Regions from separate parts of the Mus musculus genome. Here regions 2, 3 and 4 are each linked to region 1. A link is a contact called in public promoter capture Hi-C data. All regions are on one chromosome and are shown on one strand. Each heading gives the region's core, a stretch centred on a gene start, on an enhancer-like site or on the middle of the called end of the contact. The rest is flanking DNA. Distances are from core to core; before and after follow the strand shown. Region 1 holds the start of Dhrs7 (dehydrogenase/reductase (SDR family) member 7). Region 2 holds the start of Lrrc9 (leucine rich repeat containing 9). Region 3 overlaps Lrrc9 (leucine rich repeat containing 9). Region 4 overlaps Lrrc9 (leucine rich repeat containing 9).

Region 1 (2,607 bases), core at 71-2,570:
AATGGTGCTCAGTGGAGAGTTACAGTTAAAAGATGTATGGGGTATTTAGGATTCTTGCCCTCAACACTGACAGTCTCCGAGTCACAGCCATGCCCTCTCCTGTTTTGCAGCGCTGAATCCACAAGCACACTGTGCAGTTGCATTTGTCAGTACTGCAACTGTTTGAGCCAAGGCAATGCAGCTTCAGAGAAAAGACAGCAAGGATGCCTGCCAACATCTGGGAGGGACATAAAATCCAAGATCCAGCTGTCACCTACTCCTGCCCTGCTGACTTTGAATGCAGTACCTTCTGAGCCACCAGCTACTTCAAAGCATTTTTGTTCGGGTGCTTTGTGTATTTTCCACCACGAACAGTGGAATCCCACTTAGTCCTTTAAGGATCAGAAAAGCCTACCTAGGGAGGCTTTGAGTTTCTCTGTCAATGTCTTTAACTGAAAAACAATACGAAGAGTGCCCATGTCATCAGAATTGTTAACGCCAAAGGTCAGAGGCTGTCTGTGGCCTGCTGAACACACTGCCAACGTGACATAACACCCAGCAGCATCTGTGAACTGATATATCGGAGCATGTGAATCATGTATTAAGTGAACATTAAACACCACGCAAGCTGCAGATCGAAGTGGAGCGGGCGAAACGTGCCTTACTGTACACAGAATGATCTCCCTCCTGGCAAAAAGCCAGCTCAGCGCTTTCTATTGCGAAAATTTTAACCAAGTGAGCAGGTGAGTAAGTGATTCAGGCCAAATTTTCTTTGGGTGCTTCCGGGAAAGTAAAAAGTGCAGGATCAAAGAATGTTCCGGCCTCTTAGAAAGCAAGGGACACACTCTGCTCTCCATGGTGCCTTCCCTGAGAGTGTCCGGGGATCCTACGGAAGAAGTCTGTGTCTTGCAGGCATCAGAGAATTGCAGCGCTCTCTTGGGGTTTGACGTTTTCTATCCTAGTCTGGGTAACAAATCAGGGCCATTTTCGAATTAAGACAAGCGACAGAGTGGGTACTGCCTGTTTAGCCCCTGCCTCTTCCTCCCGGACCCTCAGCCCTTGGTCAAGGCTCAGCTTGGCAACAGCTGGGAGGGACCTCGGCCCTGATCTTCCTTAGAGCCCAGGCTGTAGAGGATGCTCACCTGGGCGTCGCCCTTGCCATTCAGCCCACAACAAGGTCAGGTCCGCATCCGCCCGCAAAAAGCGCAAGAGCTGCACAAGGGGCAGGATCAGCGCGCACAGCGCCAGCAGCCACAACAGCAGCTCCCAGCTCATCGCTGTCCCTTGCCTACCCGACTCTGCCGCAAGCGGAAGACAGTCGGCGCCCGCCCTCTACGCGGCGGGTCACAACCCGGGGCTCCGCCTAGCGAGTCCCCGAAGGTGGGGCTCCATCTGTGTCCCGGGCTGCACCACGGCGTCTCTGCGCGTCCCTACTGCGTGCAAGACTGCCGGGGTGTTGCAATAGAAGGCATGGAATCTTGGGAAACTGCTGTTGGGAGAGCAGTCAACAAGATTTGTGAGGGCATGAAGGAGTCTTTAACAGCTGTTTTTAGGACGACTTTTCAGGGCTTTGGTGGTGCCTTGGCGAGAAACAAAACAAAACTTTGATCACTGCCCGCTCCGACCCCGAGGCCCCATCCCCCGCTCCACGCTGGGAATTGTGCCCAGGTCCTTCTTCGCGCTGGGCAAGCTCCCAAAAGCTGAGCCAAACCCTCACTCACTCTTCCTAATCTGTTTTCCTTTCACTTTAAGCTTGTGGACTGAGATAAGCATACCGAAGTAACTCAGCACTTGAACTGGGTTGCCCTCGTGGACTGGCCGCTTATATTTAGAAAAACATTACAAATGATACTCATATTTGGCCAAAAGTTGGCTATCATGGCCCAGAGTAATCAGAACATAAAACTAACTGGGCTAGAAGGCAACTGTTGCTAAGTTCCAGGAGCTAAAAACACTCAGGTTGGTGTCCTCCTGCCACCGTTTGTAAATGATGCCATTATCATTTGACAGCATTTGAATATGGAAAGGCCTCTGTGCACACTAATTGCTCTGTTCTTTCTTCTGTGTTTGTTAGTATTGTTTTTATAAATTGTCACTTTTTTTTTTCCGAGACAGGGTTTCTCTGTTTCTACTTTGTAGACCAGGCTGGCCTCAAACTCAGAAATCCGCCTGCCTCTGCCTCCCAAGTGCTGGGATTAAAGGTGTGCGCCACCACGCCCAGCTGAATTGTCACTTTTTTCATTGCAGTGAGAAAAGGTTTACAAAGGTCTATATTTTGCATCTTTAGAGTGATCTATGCAGGAAATATTTGAACTAGTGTTAATCAGAAATTGCTGTGGTATAGTTCAAGGTGCATGTCAGTTAGCTAAACTTTTGGACTGCCATTTGGAATAATATTGGTCAAGAATTGCTCTAATTGACGTATCACCTGGGCCATGTGAATTTTATTTTTATTTTGTAGCACATTACTTTTGTAATAAGATGTCTTAAAATACCACACAGAGTCTCATGATGAATCTTATCCCAAATGTTTCCCCTTCTGTAAAAGGACAGGACTGCAGTGGATCTAGTGTTCCGATGGGTCACAACCCCAAGCTGTGGGGATGAGGGATCTGAGACTGGGACATT
Region 2 (2,607 bases), core at 67-2,566, 220 kb before region 1:
TGCTGACAGGAAGGAACAGTGTTCAGTGAAATGAAAATAGAGAGGGAGAATTAATTCACTTCTTCAGTGAATGTGTTTACAGACAGCAAACTCATCGGATGCATCCAACTCTTAAGTTATTAAATAGAAATATTTAGCCGGGCGTGGTGACACATGCTTTTAATCCCAGCACTTGGGAGGCAGAGACAGGCGAATTTCTGAGTTCGAGGCCAGCTTGGTCTACAAAGTGAGTTCCAGGACAGCCAGGGCTACACAGAGAAACTCAAAAAAACAAACAAACAAACAAACAAAAATATAAACAAAAAATAAGAAAGAAAGAAAAACGAAATATTTATAATGTTTAGATTTTCTTGAGAAAGCAATTGAAAGCTAGGCTGAGTGAAGCAGCAGATGCTAGTTTGCAAGAGGACCCGAAGGTCATAAATACTAACACATCCCCACTGAATTATAAAAATGAGTGCAGTGCTGTCAAGAGTTTTGTCAATTTGATACAAAACTAGACACAACGACAGAATCTCAACTGAGGAACTGCCCCTATCAGATTGTCCTGAGAGCATATCTTTTTTTTTTTTTTTTTTTTTTTGATTAATGACTGATAGGAGAGAGCCCAGCCCACTGTGGACAGTGCCTCTCCTGAGCAGGTCGTCCTGGCTTGTATAAGAGAGCCACCTGAACCCCATAGTATTTCTCCACTGCTCCTAGCTGGGCTGACTCCCCTGCTGAAGGACTGTGATCTGATCATATAAAGCCAAATAAACCCTCATCTCAAGTTGCGTCCGGTCATGGTGTTTATTTCTTGCAATAGACAGCAAACAACGACATGCCCGGTCCAAAATAACCTAATGCAAGCCTCCCAAGCAATTATAAATTGTCCTGGTAGCCAGATTTTCAACGTAACAAACAAAACATAACCTTATTTAACTCAGTGCACCCCAAAATAGTTTAACATGTGATCGATACAAAAATCATTAACAAAGTCGTTTCCATTGCATCTCTGCATACCAAGCGTTTAAGTTTTGGTCTATTTTCCTATATACGTCAGTTCAGACTACCGCTTTTAAAGGGCACATACGCGGCTGTGGCTAGTGGCTAACTCTAGTAGACGTTGTGGTTGATTTGGTTTGTTTTATAAGTTCATTGCTTTCTCAGCCAGTCTCCCCCTGTCCTCTTAACTTGTATTCTATCTTGTAAATTATTGCCTCCTGAGAATTTTGGCAAATTAAGACACTCGAAAGCCTGCCTGAGAACTCCTAAAAGACCAGTGGGGGTCGATTGCTTGGAGACGTTCCTGGGCGCGCGGTCTGGCGCTTGCCCTTGGGGGCTCACCGGGCTCTTGGTGGCCTCAGCTGCGCAGCAGCTGGGACCGAGGCCATCAGCGGCGGAAGGGGAACCGTCTTATGACCTCACTGCTCCACGCCATGCTGGGGATCAAGACCAGTTAGTACTGCTGACTTCGAGGCTCCAGGTGTCAAAAACTTTAACTGTGAAAATGCCAGGACCAGGTCCCCACCGCCTAGCCCACAAACTGTCACTGTCCTCGGAAGGAAACAAAGTGAACACCCAAGACTAAGAACTAGGCAGCGACCGGCTGCCACCGCTCCGCGGGAGTCTTAACAAAGGTGGGAGGGGAGGTCTTCCGGAAGGGGGCGGGGGAGGGTCTTCCCTGCTTAAGTTAATTGGTTGTAGTTTGCTACCACGTGATGCAGGCAAGGATGGGCGGCTGATTTCCCCGTCCTCGCCATCCCCTTCCTGACCCAGAGGTCAAGGGAGGCGGAGAGAGGGTTTCCTAGACAACCGCAGTGGGCGGTCAGTACACAGCAGGCCCGGGGCTGGTGTCAGCTGCAGGAAGGGATTTGGGAGGTCGGAGTGCACTCTGACCTGCCTAGGACAGCCCTGGAATCCATCCTCTCTCTGGAATAAGGTACTGAGTATCGGTCTTCTGGTTGCCTCTAGGTGTCCCTCCCCTGTAGGAAGGACTAGGGAGTCACATGGAGGAAATCTCCCAGCAGCACACAGGTCAGGGGACCTATGTGATGGTGCAGTGGGGGTTATAGTAATATTGTGATGGTAGTTATAATAATAAAAAATAATAGTGATACTTCAGAGAAGGATCCTAGGAAAAAGGAAAAAATGATGTGCCCTAGGCTCGGGCAACTACTGGACTGAAAGACTCAAGGGATACTGATCATCTAGAAATAGGAGGGCCTTTATGTGAACCACCAGGGAGAACTGTTGGGTTCTGGCTCCTTTATACTCAAGGGAGAAAACAGTTGGACCACCTAGGGCTTCTGTTGGGCAGAAAGGTGATAGTTTCTTAGATTAAATGCTCACTCAGCTTTGCTGGCAGACAGTTCTTTACGGACCAGTTAGTACTGTGTTACAAATTGCCATGCAGAACAGTGTTTACAGTCATGTTGGGTAGGATGTGTGTGGTATGACAGTTCATTGGAACCATTTGATAAGTTATGTCGTGTCAGCCGTAGTTCCTGTCCTCGGTGAACATGTTAGGAGGAAGGACCTGCAAGTATCACAATACAATGTGACAGACAGTAGCCATGCAGAGGACATGTGCTAACCTTACCCAGTCACATGAAAGAGAATGTTTAC
Region 3 (2,607 bases), core at 81-2,580, 200 kb before region 1:
TTTCTTTGGGTAACTTTAGGTTTCGATTAGGAAATAATTTCCTAATTGAATTTCAGAAAAGACATAATTCTAAATAATATGGCTGTTAATCAAAAACTAGTGATCAATTTAAAACTCTGAGGCTGTGACAAGGACAAAAAGATCTGAGCTCAGATTGTGACATTGCCCATCTCTCCCCCCGTCCTTGGAACATCTCATAATCTCTCATAGCTCTGGGCTCCTTACGAGGAACAGTGATTCTGTCTGCTCTTTGTATGACACTGATGCAGTTTGGAAGAAGTGAAGTTAGTCACAACAAAACTAAGATGTCTGTGCACAATTGGAAATGTTTTCTTCCTGGAAAATAATGTTGACTGCATAGCATACACCCAAAATGAGTGGGACCCTCTTCTGATGTGGACCTCACCCCAACAGGGCCTTCCTTTGGAGTTAGCGAGAGATCCCCCAGTCCTTGTTGGAAGCTGTTGAACCCGGCACCGCACTGATGTTGCTTATGACTTTGGCTGGTTTTCCCTGAAGAGCAAATTTTGTTCCTTATCACTTTTGTATAGACACATTCGCATGTGACTTTTGAATATTTAAATGACTTTGCATAATGAAGCTGCACCCGGAGAGTATCTCTTTGCAGATTACATTGGCCAACACAGAAACGTAAAATAATAAGCTACCTGCATCCAAGTAGAAATGCTGTCTATTTTACATGAAAAAAAGTAGCCCTAAGATTTTTTTTTCTCCTTTGCAGCCCTCTCTCAAAAAGGAAGCCGTCACTCTTGTGAACAGCCTCAGTATGTGTGAGTGTCCCCGGATAGAGTTCCTCCAGCAGAAATACAAGGAGGAGAAGAAAGGCCCCTCAGAGAGTGAACTCTACAGACATGGTAACAGACAGTGCTTCTGACGTTGTGAGGCCCTCGGCTCCTCCATCTCTTCTGGATCGTTTTCCTTCTTGGTTTTATCAATCCAAGAGACACTGTCTGAATTGTTGTGTGACATACTCACCAATAGAGTGGCACGCCTCTGTCGGTTCAGCTGCACTGTCAGTTGGACTCTGTATTTCTTGTCTACCAACCCTAGGAAGAAGAGAACCTATGTTGTTCCGATAGTTCACCCAACTTGCACATGCGTTTCAGAGTCTGCTTCTGTCTTTATGTTACATCATAAGAGTAAACTCAGAAGTACACTTGTGTATTTCTTTACACACACTAGCTTCATGAGAAAGAGAAAAGAATTGGCTTGTATGTGAAATAATCAATAGAACAGTCAGGAAGATTGGCTGTATTTGTTCTGAGTCACCACAATCTAAGGTGATGAGGAAACCTGGCAGGAGTGGGAAAGCATGTGGATTAGACATTGGTCTGTAGAAGGCAAACTGTGTGGTAATTTATTCAGTTAGTAAATACCATTCTTGCAACTTAAATACATGGCAGTCCAAGAACCAACCTGTAAAACAGGCTGGGAGAAAAGGCCAGCTCCTGTGCCTTCTCTTGCCTCCCCTCCTACTCTTCATTCTTCGGAATGTACTCATTAACAATGTGCTAATTAAATGCTTATTGTGTCTTAGGCACTGTCTGGTTTTGCATAAACCAGTTTCCCTAACATAGTGCCTACAAATATCAATAATCACAAAATTAAATATAAAGTTATAGTTACTATGATAAGTATAAATATGAATGAAGTATCGATGCATACAATAAAGAGAACAACCAATCAGGCTAGGGATTAAGAGAGCTTATTCTATGATCTCTCAGTCACCAAATTAACTGAACATCAGCTAGGCAGAGCTTTGGTTTGTCCTCAGCCAGGAACACCTGCTGCGGTAGGAGGTGCAGCATGGTGGCAGAGTGCCTGGCAGGCCTGGTGCCTCCGGCTAGCAGCACTCAAGCACTTACTGGTTCTTTGAGAATAGCATGCCAGGATCCAGGCCACAGTTCTGCTGGGATGGTTCATGGCAAGCTGTCAACTGTGCATGGCTTCAGGTAGTGAAATATCAGAAACACGATCTGGTTGCTAAATCAAGGCCTCTTTACTTGAAAATAACTGATACTTTTCAGATCATTCTTTTCCATCCCAGTTATTAGAAAAACCTCATATTTACCATCTACTTAGTCCTTCTAAAATGCATTTCTAAAACAGGCTAGCCTGACTCACATTTTATATCTTGCATAGAGTGAAAATAAAGTATCAGGCCTGGAGAGATGGCTTATGTGTGTAAGAGCACTCACTGGCAGCTCTTGCAGAGGACCAGAGTCAGTTCCAGCACCCACACTGGGTGGTTCATAACTACCTTGTAACTCCAGTTTCAAGGGATCCAATAAACTCTTTTAAACTCCACAGGCAATGCTTTCCTGTGCATAAACCCATGCGTGTGCACACGCACGTGTGTGCGCGCGCACACTCACACACAAATAAAACATTGAAAATTCATTTATTTATATATAATGTATATGTAATGATAAGAATTTTTCCAACTTTATTGACTCATAGGAATCTTTAGTATTCAGGAGATTACAAAGACCTCAAGAATCTGTGAGAGAAGAACTGTCTGTCCTTCTGTTCCATAGATTTATATTTAGTACCTGTTAGATCTCAGGTGAAAGAAACAGAAAATGT
Region 4 (2,607 bases), core at 57-2,556, 170 kb before region 1:
CATAAATGTAGGGGGAAAAGGTCTTGTTCTGTTCACTAACTGTAAATATTATGTATTTCCTTTTTCATTTTAGCATCGCAAAAGCTCAGGGCCAATTTTATGATACAATAATAGAAATTCTATAGGACATTACATTCTCCCTGTCTCTAACCCTAGTTTTTAATCTGTTCTAATTTATGTTGTTCTTGTTGAGTTTGTTTGTCTGTCTGTCTGTTTGTTTGTTTGTCTGTCTGTTTGCTTTTGAGACAGGGTTTCTCCATGTTCTCTGTGTAACCCCCCTGACTATCCTGGAACTCCTTCTATAGACTAGGCTTACATCTAACTCACAGTTCTGCCTGCCTCTGCCTGCTGAATGCTGGAATTAAAGGTGTGTGCCACCACTGCCTGGCTTAACTTACCTTGTCCTTAGTCTTGATCTTCTTCATCATGTATTATTTGTGCTTTTATTGTTTTCTTACATGCTTCCTGTAAGCTGCTCTAAGTTCTTTGTGGAATGGGGTTACAAATCTGTGAATTAATAATGGGGTATGAAGACCAGGCTGAAGAATTAGACTTCAAATTAAAGAGAACAAGAATATGTCGAATAGTTTTCAGGAGTGTAATTACATATCTAGAACTGTGTATTAAGAATTCTCATCTAATAGCAGTATTTATGGCAGCAAAGAAGATTACTAAAATATACCAGGAACAAATAATGAGAAACTGGACCAGAAGGAGGTGACTTTAAAAATAGAAAGATGGCTGGGCAGTGATGATGCATGCCTTTAATCCTAGCACTCCAGCAGATCCTAGCAGAGGCAGGCAGATCTCTGTGAGTTTGAGGCCAGCCTAGTCTATATAGTAAGTTCCAAGACAGCCAGGGCTATGTAGAGCAGCCCCATATCAAAAAACAAACATAAAAACAAAACAAATGAATAAATAAATAAAAGCAGAAAACTGAGACTTATGAAAAGCAATGGGGCCTCTTCAGTCACACCACCCAAAATGTGTCTGTGCTCATCTAAGCTTGTAAGCTAAGCAGGGTTCGGCCGAGTTGGTATTGCACAGGAGAAATTCTGGGAGAAACTGACAGAATTTATCAGCCATACACAGCAAACATGAAAAGATACCTACTGCTGGGGTCCAGGAATCCCCCCACAAACCACTCAGACCCTGGTCTCAGTCAAACAAGAACATTGAACACCCACACCAAGACTGATCTATCAGGGCATAGCATAGACTCAGGAGCTAAGACTGAGACCTTGAATGTTTCTCAGGGCCAGTTTATAAAGGCAAACACTGCAATGAGCTCATACGTAGCTTCAGGGTGGCGCAAGCTATTTTGGCTAGCTAAACAAAATAGTTGTAACTGACCTTGAATTTGATTGGTCCTAAGTGGAGCCTGTGATTGTGAAATTGCCCAAAAAAATAGCAAAGCTGAGAACATAACAGGATATGTGGTCAGTCTGACCTTCCAGAAAGAATTTTCTATGTCAGCATTACAACAACAATATGAAATGGCTGGCAGGCATGAAACGAAAATGACTACAGTTATGCTAGGGAGTCAGGTGTTAATGTCTACAGAGTTTGCAACTACAATACAAGTGTTAAAGAGGGGCTTGGGCTTACTACCTCTTTGGATTCTTGGCCTTCATAAACGAAACTCACTAGGAAGCTTAAGGTCAATTTTACTAATGTTTAAGAGGAAACAGCAGGGCAAGCAAGTTATAGATCTTGGCAGCCATTGGGAAAGGTATATGAAAGGAAGGAAGAGAGAAAGTCTTGCCTTGAGTTGGGTCAGCAGCCTGTCACATGGCAGCAAGTAGGTACAAGACAAAGGAAGTAGCTTCAGAGGGTAGTAAGAAGACCCATGATGCTAGAGAAAACATGTTTAGGCTTTGGTAAAAGAAAAAGAGAAAGTTATACTGTTCTGGTGGCTAGACCTTAAAAGATCAGCACAGTGATGGATCCATGGGTGACCACACTGGGGGAGATAGGCTGAAGAAAAAGCACATTATCTCACTAAGGGGAAAATTATTCCTCCCAGTGCTTCAGCACAGCTTTGAATGAATAAACCTTCCTGAGAGGTGAGGCCTTGAGAAGGTAATTGACAGGTTCTGGTGAATTAGCCCTTTTCCGCCCCTTCATTCTTTTTAATTGGTATTTTATTTATTTACATTTCAAATGTCCTCTCCTTTCCCGGTTTCTCCTCTGCAAACCCCTTATCTCATCCCCACCTCCTGCTTCTATGAGGGAGCTCACCCACCCACTCCCACCGAGGAAACAATAGTATGTCAGGTCTCTACATTCAAGCCAGAGGCTGAGTCCATGCTTTTGACTAGGAGGAAATAGATTTCCCTTAATGAGCACCAACAGATCCCTGATAGTTATAGTCACCAAGACTACTGTAACAATAAACAGGCCCCAATAAAATAGAAGAGAGGCAACTTCCAGGGAGGAGACTTTCAGACGAATTACATCTCATGACACATTTGATTATCTGACTGGAAATATCAAGCAGGCGGTTGAAATCATAGACTAAATTTGGATATAGAAATTTAATCCACATTCTTTTTAAGAGTCAGAAACAGCTTGAAAAGAGCTGACAGTTAAACTGAAAGCATTTGT

What was found. Promoter capture Hi-C pulls out the DNA fragments that hold promoters and counts their contacts. Capture Hi-C pulls out chosen DNA fragments and counts their contacts.
Region 2: a promoter capture Hi-C map of adipose tissue shows a contact between it and region 1. The contact joins the promoter of Lrrc9 here to the promoter of Dhrs7 in region 1. A contact is called at or near these places in 25 of 39 promoter capture datasets (the 3T3-L1 cell line, 3T3-L1-derived adipocytes, the C10 cell line and 13 more), 32 of 484 Hi-C or Micro-C datasets (B cells, the G1E-ER4 cell line, LSK cells and 25 more), 20 of 115 datasets of contacts at active chromatin or transcription factors (bone marrow-derived macrophages, embryonic forebrain, embryonic midbrain and 9 more) and 4 of 9 other capture datasets (adipose tissue, liver, macrophages and 1 more).
Region 3: a contact with region 1 is called in a promoter capture Hi-C map of liver, with 7 times the contacts expected there. The contact joins the enhancer-like site here to the promoter of Dhrs7 in region 1. A contact is called at or near these places in 26 of 39 promoter capture datasets (the 3T3-L1 cell line, 3T3-L1-derived adipocytes, the C10 cell line and 15 more), 12 of 15 datasets of contacts at CTCF or cohesin (CD8 T cells, the G1E-ER4 cell line, the NIH/3T3 cell line and 6 more), 202 of 484 Hi-C or Micro-C datasets (the 3T3-L1 cell line, 3T3-L1-derived adipocytes, the AML12 cell line and 98 more), 48 of 115 datasets of contacts at active chromatin or transcription factors (the 230-238 cell line, the NIH/3T3 cell line, SST interneurons and 27 more) and 5 of 9 other capture datasets (adipose tissue, embryonic stem cells, embryonic tail and 2 more).
Region 4: a contact with region 1 is called in a promoter capture Hi-C map of liver. The contact joins the enhancer-like site here to the promoter of Dhrs7 in region 1. A contact is called at or near these places in 7 of 39 promoter capture datasets (3T3-L1-derived adipocytes, the HPC-7 cell line, HPC-7-derived erythroid cells and 3 more), 1 of 15 datasets of contacts at CTCF or cohesin (the NIH/3T3 cell line), 1 of 484 Hi-C or Micro-C datasets (embryonic retina), 12 of 115 datasets of contacts at active chromatin or transcription factors (T-cell acute lymphoblastic leukemia, bone marrow-derived macrophages, embryonic midbrain and 4 more) and 3 of 9 other capture datasets (adipose tissue, liver and pancreatic islet).

What each region holds. Positions count from the first base shown.
Region 1 is chr12:72,663,508-72,666,114 of GRCm38.p6, forward strand. Dhrs7 (dehydrogenase/reductase (SDR family) member 7) reads right to left here and starts at 1,321. Exons shown (of 7, transcript NM_025522.5): 1 at 1,122-1,321. The coding sequence starts at 1,254.
Region 2 is chr12:72,440,550-72,443,156 of GRCm38.p6, forward strand. It overlaps Lrrc9 (leucine rich repeat containing 9), which reads left to right and starts at 1,317. Exons shown (of 32, transcript NM_001142728.1): 1 at 1,317-1,619.
Region 3 is chr12:72,466,116-72,468,722 of GRCm38.p6, forward strand. Lrrc9 (leucine rich repeat containing 9) reads left to right here. Exons shown (of 32, transcript NM_001142728.1): 13 at 743-875. Among named protein-coding and RNA genes, the nearest start is that of Lrrc9, 26 kb to the left of the region's middle. Within about 2 kb of position 1,331, at least 7 of the 459 cell types and tissues checked have an H3K27ac peak or open chromatin away from gene starts, as enhancers often do. A contact at or near this core is called in hepatocytes and liver, where this site is marked.
Region 4 is chr12:72,488,850-72,491,456 of GRCm38.p6, forward strand. The region is part of intron 23 of Lrrc9 (leucine rich repeat containing 9); the gene reads left to right. Among named protein-coding and RNA genes, the nearest start is that of Pcnx4, 46 kb to the right of the region's middle. Within about 2 kb of position 1,307, at least 51 of the 459 cell types and tissues checked have an H3K27ac peak or open chromatin away from gene starts, as enhancers often do. A contact at or near this core is called in adipose tissue, bone marrow-derived macrophages and liver, where this site is marked.